Regions from separate parts of the Bicyclus anynana genome. Here region 1 is linked to region 2. A link is a contact called in public Hi-C data. All regions are on one chromosome and are shown on one strand. Each heading gives the region's core, a stretch centred on a gene start, on an enhancer-like site or on the middle of the called end of the contact. The rest is flanking DNA. Distances are from core to core; before and after follow the strand shown. Region 1 overlaps LOC112046338 (failed axon connections). Region 2 holds the start of LOC112046338 (failed axon connections).

Evidence for each region. Hi-C and Micro-C count contacts between places; a contact is called where the count stands out from the background.
Region 1: a Hi-C map of whole larva shows a contact between it and region 2, with 7 times the contacts expected there. The contact joins the enhancer-like site here to the promoter of LOC112046338 in region 2. A contact is called at or near these places in 2 of 2 Hi-C or Micro-C datasets (whole body and whole larva).

What each region holds. Positions count from the first base shown.
Region 1 is chrZ:16,531,954-16,539,218 of ilBicAnyn1.1, reverse strand. LOC112046338 (failed axon connections) reads right to left here. Exons shown (of 6, transcript XM_024082957.2): 5 at 4,207-4,470; 6 at 1-3,371. The coding sequence ends at 3,285. Among protein-coding and RNA genes, the nearest start is that of LOC112046342, 9.5 kb to the left of the region's middle. Within about 2 kb of position 5,923, at least 1 of the 8 cell types and tissues checked has open chromatin away from gene starts, as enhancers often do.
Region 2 is chrZ:16,476,121-16,483,399 of ilBicAnyn1.1, reverse strand. LOC112046338 (failed axon connections) reads right to left here and starts at 1,506. Exons shown (of 6, transcript XM_024082957.2): 1 at 998-1,506. The coding sequence starts at 1,294. It overlaps LOC112046357 (mediator of RNA polymerase II transcription subunit 23), which reads right to left. Exons shown (of 18, transcript XM_024082984.2): 18 at 4,415-7,279.

The sequences.
Region 1 (7,265 bases), core at 4,674-7,173, 51 kb before region 2:
CTCAACATTGAAGAAACACCAGTGTGAAGGGGCATGTTTAGGGGAAGTGTAGGGTCTAGTAGGGATGATGACAGTTTTTTAAATTGTATATAATTTAGAAGTATGCTAATAGTAAAGCAATTTTGTAAAAGTAACAGGCTATCTGCGATCATTACTTTTGGAGCTAGGTGGATTCTGCCGCGGATCTCTGAAAACCGCCCCATACAAAATGGTACGTTAGTTAGTTAACATGGACGTTATTTACCCGAATGTATCATAAAAGTCAATGTATTAAAATCTAGTCATCATCCCTGATCTTGAGTTAGAAACAGAGGATACTATTGGTCGATAGATGCAGAAAGTTCACTAGGATCGCGACGACGGCGAATATAATGCAACGACGCGGACCAACCAATGGGCGACATATTATAATATATAAGTTGAATATACCTTAACCTTAAAAACTAATACAATATCAAAACATTACAGACTATTAAAAAACAGTCTTCCTGGCGTTGTCGTTATATCAAAAATTTGTAAATTGTAAATTCTTTCTTTTCTTTTTTTTTTTTAATTCGTAAAAAACAAAAACAATAGAGTAGAAGTATCTCAAAACATTCTAAACGTATAGCCAGCGCGTTCGTTAGTTCGCTGTCGCCGTTCATACATTCCAAATATCTAAAACCTCAGACAATTTTTTTTTGGTATAAGTTACACCTAGTCTTAATTAAACAATTTTCACAACTTCCAAATGTACGAATCGGATTATCAAGTAAACTATTCATTTTCAGATTACAATAAAATATGTGTATTAGTTAAATCGATCGACTACAAGGGTTCGCAGATCTTAGTCAATGCAAACTGGCGCCGATGACTTTAAATTTCTTATAATTAACATTCAATAATAATAATTATAATTTATTCGATTACAATATGTTTAACTACTCCTGTGAGTTACTTTAACTTACGTATTACACTTAATATTATATACCATAGTTATAAAAAGAAAAATTAAATTATATATATATAAAAAAAATAATTGGACAAAGCAATGAAATACATGGAATTCAACTATTACAAGCATAGAACACATCAGACAACGTGGAGAATCGGCGGCACATGACATCGAGCCTAATCTAATGTTAACATGTGAGAAATATTAAGCGCAATGTAATATAAAAATTTTAGGCCCACAACAACAATTTTTTTTTTTTCAAAATATATCCAGCATATCCAGTTTGAATATTTCAGAAGGTTCTGAAAAGTATTTTTTTTTATTATTGTTCATTCCAGGTTCCCTGTTTAAGGTTAAGTGACGAATTAAAGCTTGACATTGATCTCACTTGATGTTAAGGGACGATGCAATCTTAGATCGTAGAAAAAGTTCACAGTTTATCTATATTTTTTTATTAATTACAGGTTAGCCCTTGACGACAATCTCACCTGATGGTAAGTGATGAATCTTAGATGGAAGCTGGCTAACTTGTTAGGAGGAGGATGAAAATCCACACCCCTTTCGGTTTCTACACGGTATCGTACCGGAACGCTAAATCGCATGGCGGTACGTCTTTACCGGTAGGTAAAGGTAACTAGCTACGGCTGTAGCCTCCCACTACCAGACCTGGACCAATTAAGAAAACCTCAATCGGCTCAGCCGGGAATCGAACCCAGGACCTCAGTCTCGTAAATCCGCCCCACATACCACTGCACCACGGAGGCCGTCGAATCTCTCTTTGAGCGAGCTCGATCACCTCATCGTACTGGAACGTTAAATAGTTTGGCGGTCCGTCTTTATCGGTAGGGTGTTATTTAGCTACGACAAGACTTTAGGAAATATATATATTTCCGAGCTGGGAATCCAAACCATGAAATTTTTTCTACTTTATAATATAATAGAGAGTTTTGACGGAGTCCTTTGTCTTCCCACATCTTAATAAATATTGTAAATTATTATTTTTTGCAATAATGTATTTCTAACATACCGCGCGTAATGCATGAATTGTTTTTTGTAGTACGTGAAATTATAAAGCCGTCTTATCGCAAAAAATGTGATTGGATGATAATGAGATGAATGATAATGAATCCAAGTGTATCATTAATTTACGATATTCTCTCTAGCAGTTTATCATTAAAGACGTAGTGTTCCTACTGGTCCTTATTTAGATTAATTGTCTACGAGAGATTATCACAATGGATATGAAATAAAATGAAAGGTGATGTATAAAATATACTCATTAAGACAAAGAAAGAGAAACAACTCGTATGAAAACAACCCAAAATAGTTATACATTCATTAAATGACACTGTCCTCTGTGATATCCTCTACGACGCACCGTAACTATTCGATCTAACTCGTGTTGACACACTAAAAATAAAAACATACAAAATTTCAATTTTAGAGAACCTAGAAACGAACACTTTGCCGTATCGCGGTGTGCTTTCTTCGTCCGGGAATTAGCCATCAATTTATTATTAAAATTCAATTAATAATATTGATTTTCGAGAATTCACAAAAGTCAAAGCTCAAAATAGTTTAGTATACAAATTTGTGCCATGAGGCATGATAATAAAAATGATTCTCATAGAGATCTAATCAAGTATCTAAACTCAACTATAAAATAAGAGTAATCTGTCTTCGTTATATATCTTCGTTTCCTTTTAAGATAGTTTTAGTTTGTTCGTCTATACGCGGACTTTTAAAGACCGCAAAATAAAATTTTGGATAACTTTATTAGAAAAAAATTGTGTTATGGGCATAAACGAGTAAAGACGATCTCGTCAAATGATAGAATGGGAAAGACAAATGGATTTACACTCTTACGATATACAAATTGTATTCGAGTGTCACTTAAACTATAATCAACTTGTAGCTAAAGATACAGAAAATAAATAACTAATAGAGCTGGTGGCCTGAAATTACAAGATTTCATGAAATTTACTTTTACATAATTATAATAGTTCTAACATTTACTTCATTCCCTTATCGCCAAGTTAGGTTGTTTGCATCCCTTATCACCTCAATAAATATTCATTTTGAAAAATGTATAATATATAAATACATATCAATAACTTTAAAGATTTCAGAATAATATAATATCCATTCACTTGGTGATTCTCCTTATAATTATTTTAATTCTAAATAAAGACAAGAAAGAAACAAATAACACTTATTCCATATTAAGTGTAATTAGTATAAAGATGAATTCATTTTAAATTGATTACCACCAGCTCTTAACTAATGTATGTTATAATCTAAGTTAAGTGGTTTCCATCACCACACACCACTATTTCGCTCATTTTCGCGCTTACTTCTCCTTCTCCTCCTTCTCGGTTTCCTTCTCCTTCTCTTTCTCCTTCTCCTTCTCTTCCGGCTCCTTCTCCTTCTCGTCGCCCTATAAAGAGAAAAGCAAAAATTTTCAACATATTCTATACACCGTTTGAAATGAAAACTGATCTGAAATACATCGTAGTCATGTATGTAAGTTTCATGTTATATGAATTCGCTTGTGGACCAAATTCAACTTTAAAATCTTTGAAACAACAACAAATATTCCAACAAAATAAATCTTCGAACAGTCATCTACTAATATTATAAAGAAGAAATATTTGATTTTTTTTATGTTTGTACGTATTGAATAGGCTCCGAATCTACAGAACCGATTTGAAAAATTCTTTCACTGTGGGGAGCTACACTATCCCCGAGTGCTATAGAAAATATTATTACATTAAAAAAAAATTAGGGATCCTTCTTAAAACTCCAATAATGTAACGTAATGTTTACATCGCGTGCGCTGCAAAAACTATTGGTGTTAGAATAAAATACCTACTACAACTTTGCAAAACATATTTTTTTACAAAAAAGTGTCGCTACAGCATATGCCTAAATATTAAAAAAGGGTAGGGGTAGGGTTGGGTAGGGATAGGGTCGGGTAGAGGTAAGGTGGGAGTAGAATAGCACAGGGGCAGAGAATAACTCAAAGCGAATCTTGACCGGCACCGCTAGTAATGCAATATCAGAAAAACGAAAATACGATGAAAATCGTTGTAGTGATTCATTATTTGAATGTTATACCAAGATGCTCAATAAATACATTATTATTTTATATATTAATATTTTGTTCTCGTTTATTGGTATTAATATAAGGTAGGCTAAGTAACTGATTGGCAGTATTGCAAACAAATAAAAACAAACAAAGCCTTGAAAAATGTTAGTGTGATGTATATTACCTTTCCCTTCTCAGCGTCCTCCGGGAGCGGTTGTTTCTCAGCAGGCCCTGTGCCCTCCTTGACCTCCTTCTCCTTCTTCGCCGGCGGCGGAGGCACCTCAGGGGCGCAGAGCTCCTCCCAGTCCGGGAACGCACGCTCCTTGAGGCGCGACACCAGACCGACGAGATTCGGGAACGACTCGTTCAAAGAATCGCGCAGTGCGTGCTGCACATCCTTATCGATGAAGTGCAGCTGCGCGAGGTTCGCGAAAGCGACTACATCCAGCTGTTGATAGAAACGATCACTTTATTATCCTACTAATATTATAAACGCGAAAATTTATATGGATGTTTGGGTGTATGTTTGGATGTTGGTCTATAACGCCGCTACTACTAAAGCGATTGGCTAAAATTTGGAATGGAAATAGATTTTACTCTGGATTAACAATAGGCTGGCTACTTTTTATCCCGAAAAAATCCATGGTTTCCCGAGATTTGCAAAAACTGATGATTTTAATTATATGAATGTTTGTTACTCTTTCACGCCTCAACTACTGAACCGAATTAGCTGAAATTTGGTAATAAGATATATTATAGCCTAGATTAACACATAGACTACTTTTTATCCCGAAAAAATCTATGGTTCCCGAGGAATTTGTGAAAAACTAAATTCCACGCGGACGAAGTCGCGTCCGCTAGTTATCTATGTAAGGAGCATCCCGCATATAATGTTTTTTTTTTTATTCTATGACAAATTAGCCCTTCACTGTGATCACACCTGATGTTAGGTGATAATTTAGTCGAAGATGAAGAATGAAGATTCACAAGTATAATTATTCTACGCCCGCTGGAAATTGAACCCAGTACCTCTCTATTGTGAGTCACAGCACTACCAACTGAGCTCGTCAAAATGGAAGTTAGTATTAGAACACCAACCGAAGGAAAATTAAATCTCAAAGATTAAGACCTAAGGCCCTGCCCAAAATAAAATAGTATATGTTAGAGAAAGAGTGGTAGACAAAACGATTGGCATGATTGGCATTGGTTGGAACGGGTGTAGGAAGACATGTGTACAAAAGAACTAGACTCCGCGCCATGAAACAAGTCCCGCGGCTAAAACCTGAACTAAAATTGAAAAAAAAATAATAATTATGCCGATAATTTGTTTGTTCAATGAGCCCCATTTTGAAATCCTATAGTTCCGGATCTTCGGGCTATGAGTTTAAAACTTAAACTTCTAATACGAAAGAACTTCTAGTTCCTCAGACGCCATTTTTAGCAGTAGTAGTTGTAGCAATACAAATCGAACGACTATTCCATCTTCATTAGTGCCATTATTTGCATTGTCACGCTACTGGTGCTTAGGTGAGCCATGCACCAGCACTATAATCAACACGATGTGACAAATAGAACGAATGACTGTTTCGAACGAAAAGACATTATAAATTAAATAATTGCTTGTTTAAAACGTCGCTAGCATCGGTTCGTTTCATTGAAAATAGATTTGGACAAGGGTAATTTAAACTCTAACATTTGAAAGCATGTAATTACACGAGTCCGAATCATTAGGTACAACGCCATACTGAATCGCTTAACGCATGAAAAATGAAACGATACCGGGTCAGTACTAAATGGTACGCCACAATGCACGATAAACTATTGACGCGTTAATGTCATGTCAATCGTATCGAACTACCCACCCCACATGAATTATTTTGGACATAACCACTCATTTTAAATTCTATTTTTGGATCCGGTTTTACCGCCTGCTAAAGTCCCGCCGCGCATTTCTGACAGGTCGTGAGAATAGGACAAACATATTCAATTACAAAGGCCTCATATTTTGTCTCTCTCTCTCTCTTTCTCACGTGTACATCACCCATATTCGATCGCGACCAGTCAGAAACGCAATCTGAGCGGTCAGAGTCTAACCATAAGTAATTTTATGTGAAGTACGCCGTCCGCTACGCCCGCTACTTCGTACGCGTGAAATTCAGTTTTTCGCGCGGGAATCGTGTATTTTTCCGGAATAAAAAGTAACATATAAAATCGGTTCAGCCGTTTTAGAGATTAGCCCGGACAAACAGACAGACAGTCAGACAAACATTTTAAAAAAGGTGATTTAGTGCCGTTAAAATAGCTGCAATTGCAGAAACAATTATTTTGAAATCACAGACAAACACTTCAAGTTTATATTATTATATATATTGATGACAGAGACAAAATTAGCTATCAGACACTTATCAGAAACCGGCAATTAATATTTTAATCGCTTATTATAATACTATTTATATGTCAAAAGTAAACAGGCTACTATTTTTAGGGGAGTCCAGGGGAGGGAGGATGAATTTATTAAAGCGCGGAAAATTAACCCAAGAGAGGTAAACAAAAAAATAAACCTTGGCTGGTTGTGGGTCCTTCCCTGACCGAGGCGCGTTTGGAACCCTCGTTACTTTAATTTTAAGTTTTCGACTAAATTACCACCAAATCATAACATAACTTGACTTTGTGCTTGTAAAGTAAGCCTAATTGATATAAATGAATTTGAGGATAACCCTTGCATGTTGTTGAGTGCCTCCCCGAAGTATGATCTTTCAATTTATGGGGAAACGTTTAGGGCAACAAAAATACCAGAATAAATACTGGTAATATAATTACTGCAAGCCGAAGTACAAAAAAATCTGTTTTACACGCTTTCCTCACAACTGTAAGCGGAAACATTTAGCAATTCTTTCTATTATCTATTTTACCAAATGTAATAGGTTCCGGCTACAGAACATTCTTATACTTAGGGAAGAAGTGCTGTGCAAGTCAAAGCGAAGCTTGACCGGGTCCGTTAGTATTACGTAATTATGTGAATGTATGTTTTTTTTATTATTCTTTACAAGTTAGCCATTGACTACAATCTATGACGGTAAGTGATGATGCAGTCTCAGATGGAAGCGGGCTAACTTGTTAGAAGGAGGATGAAAATCCACACCCCTTTCGGTTTCTACACGGCATCGTACCGGAACGCTAAATCGCTTGGCGGCACGTCTTTGCCGGTAGGGTGGTAACTAGCCACGGCCGAAGCCTACCACC
Region 2 (7,279 bases), core at 257-2,756:
TCATTATTCATACATATGATATTTTAATACTCATTCAATGCAATTGTTTATATTCAGCATGAAATTAAGCCTACTGAGCATTATTGTATGCTTATTTTTTTATTTATACTAACTGAAAAATAAAAAATAAAAAAATTGTTCATGATTTTAAATAATCTGGATTTCAGATAAGATTTGTGTTTTTTTTTTTAAATAGGTACCATTTATTAATTACAAAGAGTATTTAAAAGTCCAAGTATTTAAGAATGAATGGTAAATGCTATAGAATGAGCTAAAGATAGGTACATAGAGATTTCAAGATAGCTACTTTCGCAAACTAGTTTTTATAATATTTTCTGTCTGTCTTTCTGTTTGTTGGACTAATCTTTGGAACGGCTAAACCGATTTTAATGGGACTTGCTACTAGCTACTATATATCCCGAAAAAATCCGTGGATTTGTAAAAAACTGAATTTCATTTAGACGAAGTCGCGGGCGTGCAGTACTGTTAGATTAAAAAGGATTTATTAAAAAAACAGGTTTAAATTATTGTGAAAATATAAATATTACAGCTCTTTGAGGAGTCTTTAAAATTTCATACCACAGATTGTTTTAAAAAGCCTAGGGTTATAAAAATATTTGTCGAAAGTACGTGTATTATGTTTCATTCAGTTTCATTCGCATAGGCTAATTCGCAGCGGCAGCGGCGGGTAAAACTTCCTGAAAAAAATCCGAATGAAAACGTGCAAAACATTACATTCCATGAAAGAACATGAGCTTAAAATAGCAATGTTTTTTATACTACTTACGGTTAGTTAGTTTATAATTCGTATTTCTTTTGTTTAACGCGAATACCGAAACGCCGCGAGTTAAAACTTCAAACAAAATATAAACTGCCTTCATTCAAACATGGAACTTAGGAACGATCAATAGACACGCAAGCGAAATAAATAATGAAATGAATAAATATACGTGAAATTGTCATGAAGTGTGCAGTGGTACAACAAACAAGCACTTACTTCGTATTTGATGCCAGCAAGGCGCAGCCATGTTTCAACTTTCAAGCAGTAGGGAGAAGTGGACGGCAACAAAGGCGTCCGTGAGAATTGGTACAAATATACCAGATCTTGCTCAAAATTAATTTTGTGCACATTCGGCTTCGGTGCAGCCGGCTCGGCCTTTTTCTCTTCCACCTTTTCTTCGGTCTTTTCTCCCGCGGCCGGCGTTTCCTCTTTTGTCTGCCCGTTGTCCGCCGCCGTGTCGTCTTTTTGCTCCTTCTCAGCCTCCGGTACAGTATTTATTACCTCGGTAGCCATTGTGCACGAATATACCACGCAAGTCTTTCAAAGTTTTAATAGTTCACGCACAAATAAAACGCGTCTAATACAAATTTTAATTCACCGCCGCTACTCAGAGCGCATTAGCAACTTTTACTGACTACCGCGAGGGCCCGCCACAGATAGTGAACTGAGAGCGGACGCAGAGTGAATATAACTGGTCCGTTGCTCAGCAACGCCTGCAACGCTATTCAATGTCGCGAATCAAGCCACACCGTTCTACAAAATGGCGGCTCTTTCCGAGAATGGTTTTGGTTTGCATCAAACGCTTATTTGACTGTTTAGTACTTGGAACTATAAAACGAAACTTACATTGTAACATTAAGTAATTTATATAGTATGCGCTTCAATTTTAGGAACTCATTATGTTGCTTATGATAGGAGAGTATCTAAACTGACCGGAACAAACATTGATAGCGGGAACATTCAAGAATTTCATATTGACATGGTTCCTGATACTGTGGCTAGACCTGCTATTTTTTGTTACAAGCCGGAATCCCAATATTAACAGAAATAAGCTACGTACTATCATTTTATAGAAAAAAATGCGATAGCCAGATAGATAGATTTTTTAAAAACTGAGAGTTTGTCAGCTTATGCCCCTTATAAGTACAGAAAGCAGGCTTTAAAAGGTAGCTATTAGGTTTAAAGAACATATTTGTATTCAAGAGGTTGGGATTTTCACAAAATCTTGAATTAATTAGTACTTACATTAGTTTTTAGTTTTTTCATGAGTCAGGACATAAAATGCCTATACAAAATTATTGTTGTAGTAATTTACCAAGATATTAAGTACATATAAATCATTTATTTTAATAAAACAATGGTGAACTTCTTAGTATTAGGGTATTTTCCATAAATAATGATTTTGTTCTTCATTGGTATTAAGCTAAGCTTTATCTATGATCTGTCCACTACTGAATATCAATCTGAATTAAAGAAGCTTTTAAAACTGTCGAGCAAGTACAAATTACTAAACTTAGTCAATTATTTTTTTATATATTTGATTTTTTCATTTTGTCACCCAAGAACGTATCCCCTACGATGATTGATTGATTGATGGTGATTTAATTTAATACATATTAGGATAGAAATAGATTCTTATTGTAATATCATATTGCTAGATGACCCAGCAAACGTTATCGCTGGTAAATAATACAGGTCAATGGTAGACGAATCAAAATTTAGGGTTGTAATAACTTTAATTGCCACAACATGATTAAATTAAAAAAAAATGCTTATCCTGGCCGTAAAGGGATTGACCTTATCCTGGCCGATTCTCAGAGCTACCTTATTTGCTCACAAAATTTCATAAAAATCGATCAGCCATTTCGAAGGAGTTTGGTAACAAACACCAAGAATTTTATATATTATAGCGGACCCGGTCAAGCTTCGCTTTGACTTATGTGCACTTTTTCTATCCCTACTCTACACTACTCTACCCCTACAACCCCTACTTTACCCCTCCCTATCCCTTGACCCTTAAACGTTTGTATGGGAAATAAAAAAGGGTTGATTTTATAGTTTTCCTGGCAATTATTTATTTTATTTTATTTATTTATACTTTATTGCACAAAACAAAAACAATAACAAAGAAAACAAAAGAAAACATAGAAAACAAGTATGTGCAAAGGCGGTCTTATTGCTTATAGCAATATCTACCAGACAACCTTTGGATAAAGGAATTAATGTAATTAAATGCGGGATAGTGCAACAAAAAAATATATATATATAATAATTAAAATAGTATATTTATATATAATACATGTATAAATATAAAATATACATAATATATAATAAAATAAATAAATAAATATATAATAAAATAAATATATAAATATACCTGAGTAATAATTATAAAGAAACTACGAATTACAACTATACAGGTAATATTTGAATAAACGACTTTTAAAAGTTCCCAGTGTCTTTGAATTACGTATTTCATAAGGAAGACCATTCCAGAGAATAATTGATGTACGTGTAAATGACTTATTATAGAACTTAGTGTGGCTAGGAGGAACATGCAACCGACTGTTTGTACAAGCTCTCAAATTTTGGCGCTCAGTATTTGAGCCATGAAAAGAAAATTTCTGTTTTAAATAAGAAGGAGTGCAAGGATGATAAAGGATGGAGTATAAAAGAGACAGAATATGCAGTTTACGACGTTGTCTGATAGGAAGCCATTTCAGACGAGCACGATATTCAGATATGTGATCAAACTTGCGTAAACAGAAGATGAATCTAATACACATATTCTGAAGACGCTCAAGTTTGTTGAGCTGTTCTTCAGACAAGTCAGGATAGGAAGAGTCGGCATAGTCTAAGAGTGGAAGAATAAGAGAATGCGCTAAGGAAATTTTTGTTTTAATAGGAAGAAAATTCTTCCAACGTCTAAGGCATCCGATAGTGGCAAAAATTTTATTCTAATTAATCTAATTTATCTCACCTTCAAACCATCCCTTTAACTCCACGAACATTTCAAGACGAAAATAAGATAAATCCGTTATACGTTCTCGAGTTTTAGCGAGACTAAGGAACAGCAATTAATTTTTATATATATAGATATATACATTGTATAAGTGTATTGCTGTTAGTTGAAAATGTGAACTTTCTTTTATCTTTGTTCGATTGACGATACTCACCCACACAAGTAAAAAGAGAGGGAAACTTCGGTGAGTGGTTGTGACGATTTTTCCTTACAGCTCTTGCGGACAACCTTGACACCTGGTTCGAATGATGTTTGTACTGTGTTTGTTTGGTTGTGCTTGGTAGCCAGGTCAGGTTAATGCGCATGAGTTATACGTGACGATTATTGCCAATGTCAACAACGTCCACTGATTAGGAGATCTTGCATTCATTCATTTGTGCATGTTTAGGGCCAGTTAAGTAACTTTTTTTTTTAAATTGGAATATTTGTCATATCTTTTTAATATGGCCAATATTCCCATTTCCCTCCAACTAGTCGGGAAAGACTGTATTAGGAATGGGTACGACAATAGACCAACGGGGCTGGGATCGAACCTCCACCCATCGGTGATGAATTCGACCACTCTTACCGTTGAGCTATTTAAACATAGGTAGCAGAATTAAAGATTTAAGTGATGTATAATTGTATTTATTAAGTATCTTATAACAATACTGGACTTATAATAAAAACAAAATAATATACAACTCATGTATTCTTTATATAAAATGTAATTCATTAATTATAATTTTGCACAAAACAATACTGAATTCTACACAACCTGTTACAAAATATGAATTATACTCAAACTGCTGTGAAAAAACAGAGAAGGCGTTTTAAATGCAGTCATTACTGAAAATGTCATCTTCATACATTAATATAGCGAATATGTTTAATAAATATAACAGTATAATATATCACCGTTACAAAATGTATTATGTAAATTACAAAGGTTTCTTAGTCCAATTACTAACAAAGTTTAAATTTATTTGTTCAATGTTATATTATTTCAACTTTGTTCTAAAATCCAAACATTTGTTATTATTTTTAAATTATTGTAAAATATTACTGATAAATTAAAATTAAAGCTATATTGGTTCCAAACGCTTCAGTCTGGAGAAGAAATCACAACATATGGATTGTAAGTCAAGCTACACATTCAAATTCTCTTTCTACAAACGCTAACGAAAACTAATAATATAAGTGTATGGGAATGGCATAAACGATTGATAGGTTGAATACGTGACCTATCAATAATTTATTTGCAATGAATGTCATCCCCATACACTTTTTAACACGCTTATATTAGCTTCACTTGTAACTACGTATGTAAGAAAATCTTGGAATCTTAATTTGACCCACTTCCCGGTCTTTGATTAGGATGAAATTTTGCACACGCTCTGAGTTCTGATGAAAATACATGACTAGCTAAGAAATTCAAATGATTCATTACAAATCCATTATGGCGGCCTCCCCAAGATGGCGGGCTGGCTGTTTGAAATCCACGCCCATGATATGGATATCAAATAAAAGTGTTTGCTGTCAGGAATGCGACAAAATAATAGTCACGTGGCTTAAATCCAATTTGGCGGACGTCCAAGATGGCGGACAGGCTATTTGAAATGCACCCTCATGATATCGGTATCAAGCGTGTTTATTTAGTTTTATAAACTATTCATGAAATTACTTTTCGAAGCGTTAGCGTTTGTGGAGAGTTGATTAGTAACTTGGTTAGAACAACAAGAAGTAAGGTAAAGTAAGTAAGGCACTAATCAAATAAGTAACACGTTGTCTAAATAAAATTATTTTCCAAAATCCGTTTTATATACACAAACAATTGATTTGATTCATACTAAACGTGATGTACGTCATGACTTAACAATAAATGAAAACAACCATTAGTGATGTATATACATTTGTATATTACAAACTCATGTAATATAACAATTTTGTGATAAAAATTATTGCAATTTTTTGAAAGTTAATTGTGATTATTGGAGTAATGTGCAAATACATTTTAGCCTAAGTACTTAATTTTACATCTTAAACTTACTTATGAAGTACACTTTACTTCATAGTGGAGGACACATATAAAATGTAGGTAACTTAAAACTAAATTAAGAAAACAAATTGAAAATCATGAAAATTCTCTGACATTAATAAACTTCTCGCTCCACCATCAGGGCTTGATCAATTATCATTTATATGTAAAGCACTAACATACGCCTTCGAGTTCGTCTGCATGGAAACCACTAACCATTTTTACTTCGAAGAAAATAATTTTATACAAAATTCCTCATCAAGAAGATATCCTGTAAAGTTGCAAATACCAAAACTACTTTCTTAGTACGTGTATACATCTCAGAAACTCCGTCCTGAGTCTATCTGAATAAAAAAAAAACGTTGCTTATTCAGTATTTCAGTAGTTTGAAGGTGGACTTTTATAATAATGAATGAATATATGTTACACAGGTGGTGTACTTACAACAGCCCGTCAATATCTACAGGTTGCTCGGGAGTATTTGCCATAACTTAAATGTGTTGACGAGTCCACTTATTGGAGCCGAACTACGTAACTAATATTTTTTTAAATAATAAATAATAACGTTTTATGTTTTCATACAAACTAATTCAAATAATTCCGACTATCCATCTAACACACACCTTTATCTATCCTTGCATTTTAAAATACGTAAAACTTGCTGCTTCATTATAACGATGCGTATAAGGGACACATTTTAAGATCTATTTACAAAAGAAATATTATTTACTCCGAAAATATTGATTTTAAAACACATGTTCCTTGAACATTTTAAATTAATTTTCGGTAAAGAAAATAACCCAGAGTTATGGAAAATACTCCCGAGCATCCTGTATGTATGTATAAGAATATGCCTTGGCAAGACAAAATATCAATATGTACAAACAAAAAGATCTAAACCCCCCTCTTAATAAACTGTAGTAAAAAGATGATGATGATAAGTGAGATGCATCAGTCATCGGGTTTTCATTCATCGCTACACGCCCCAGAACGAAGTTGCCAAGCTATACAACTATACCAAACTAGCTTAGAAAAAAAGAAAAATTCGATCCGATCTAGATAGAATACAGTACGATAACTTTTATTACGCTAAAGTCTTTAGTATTATCCATAACTAAAAACAATTTAAATAAAATAAAAAATTGTAAAAAAAGTAACGTAAAATAAAACTTAAAAATAAAATTGATTGTGTTGTATCAAACTGATAAGATATTTCATAGAGTTTCTATTAATCATAAAGCGATTAACACTTAGAAAGTGCAGTGTTGATACTTATAGAATAAATTAATGAGAGAAAATTAATTTACAACAGTGTAAATGTAAGTAAACACACACAGGTCGATTGTCGCTCTATTTATGTGACACCAACTATATATATTGTTATTATTTATGTATACATCTTGTAACACTATTTATAATTATCGAAAAATATTATATCCGCTACTTCGGCATACATTGA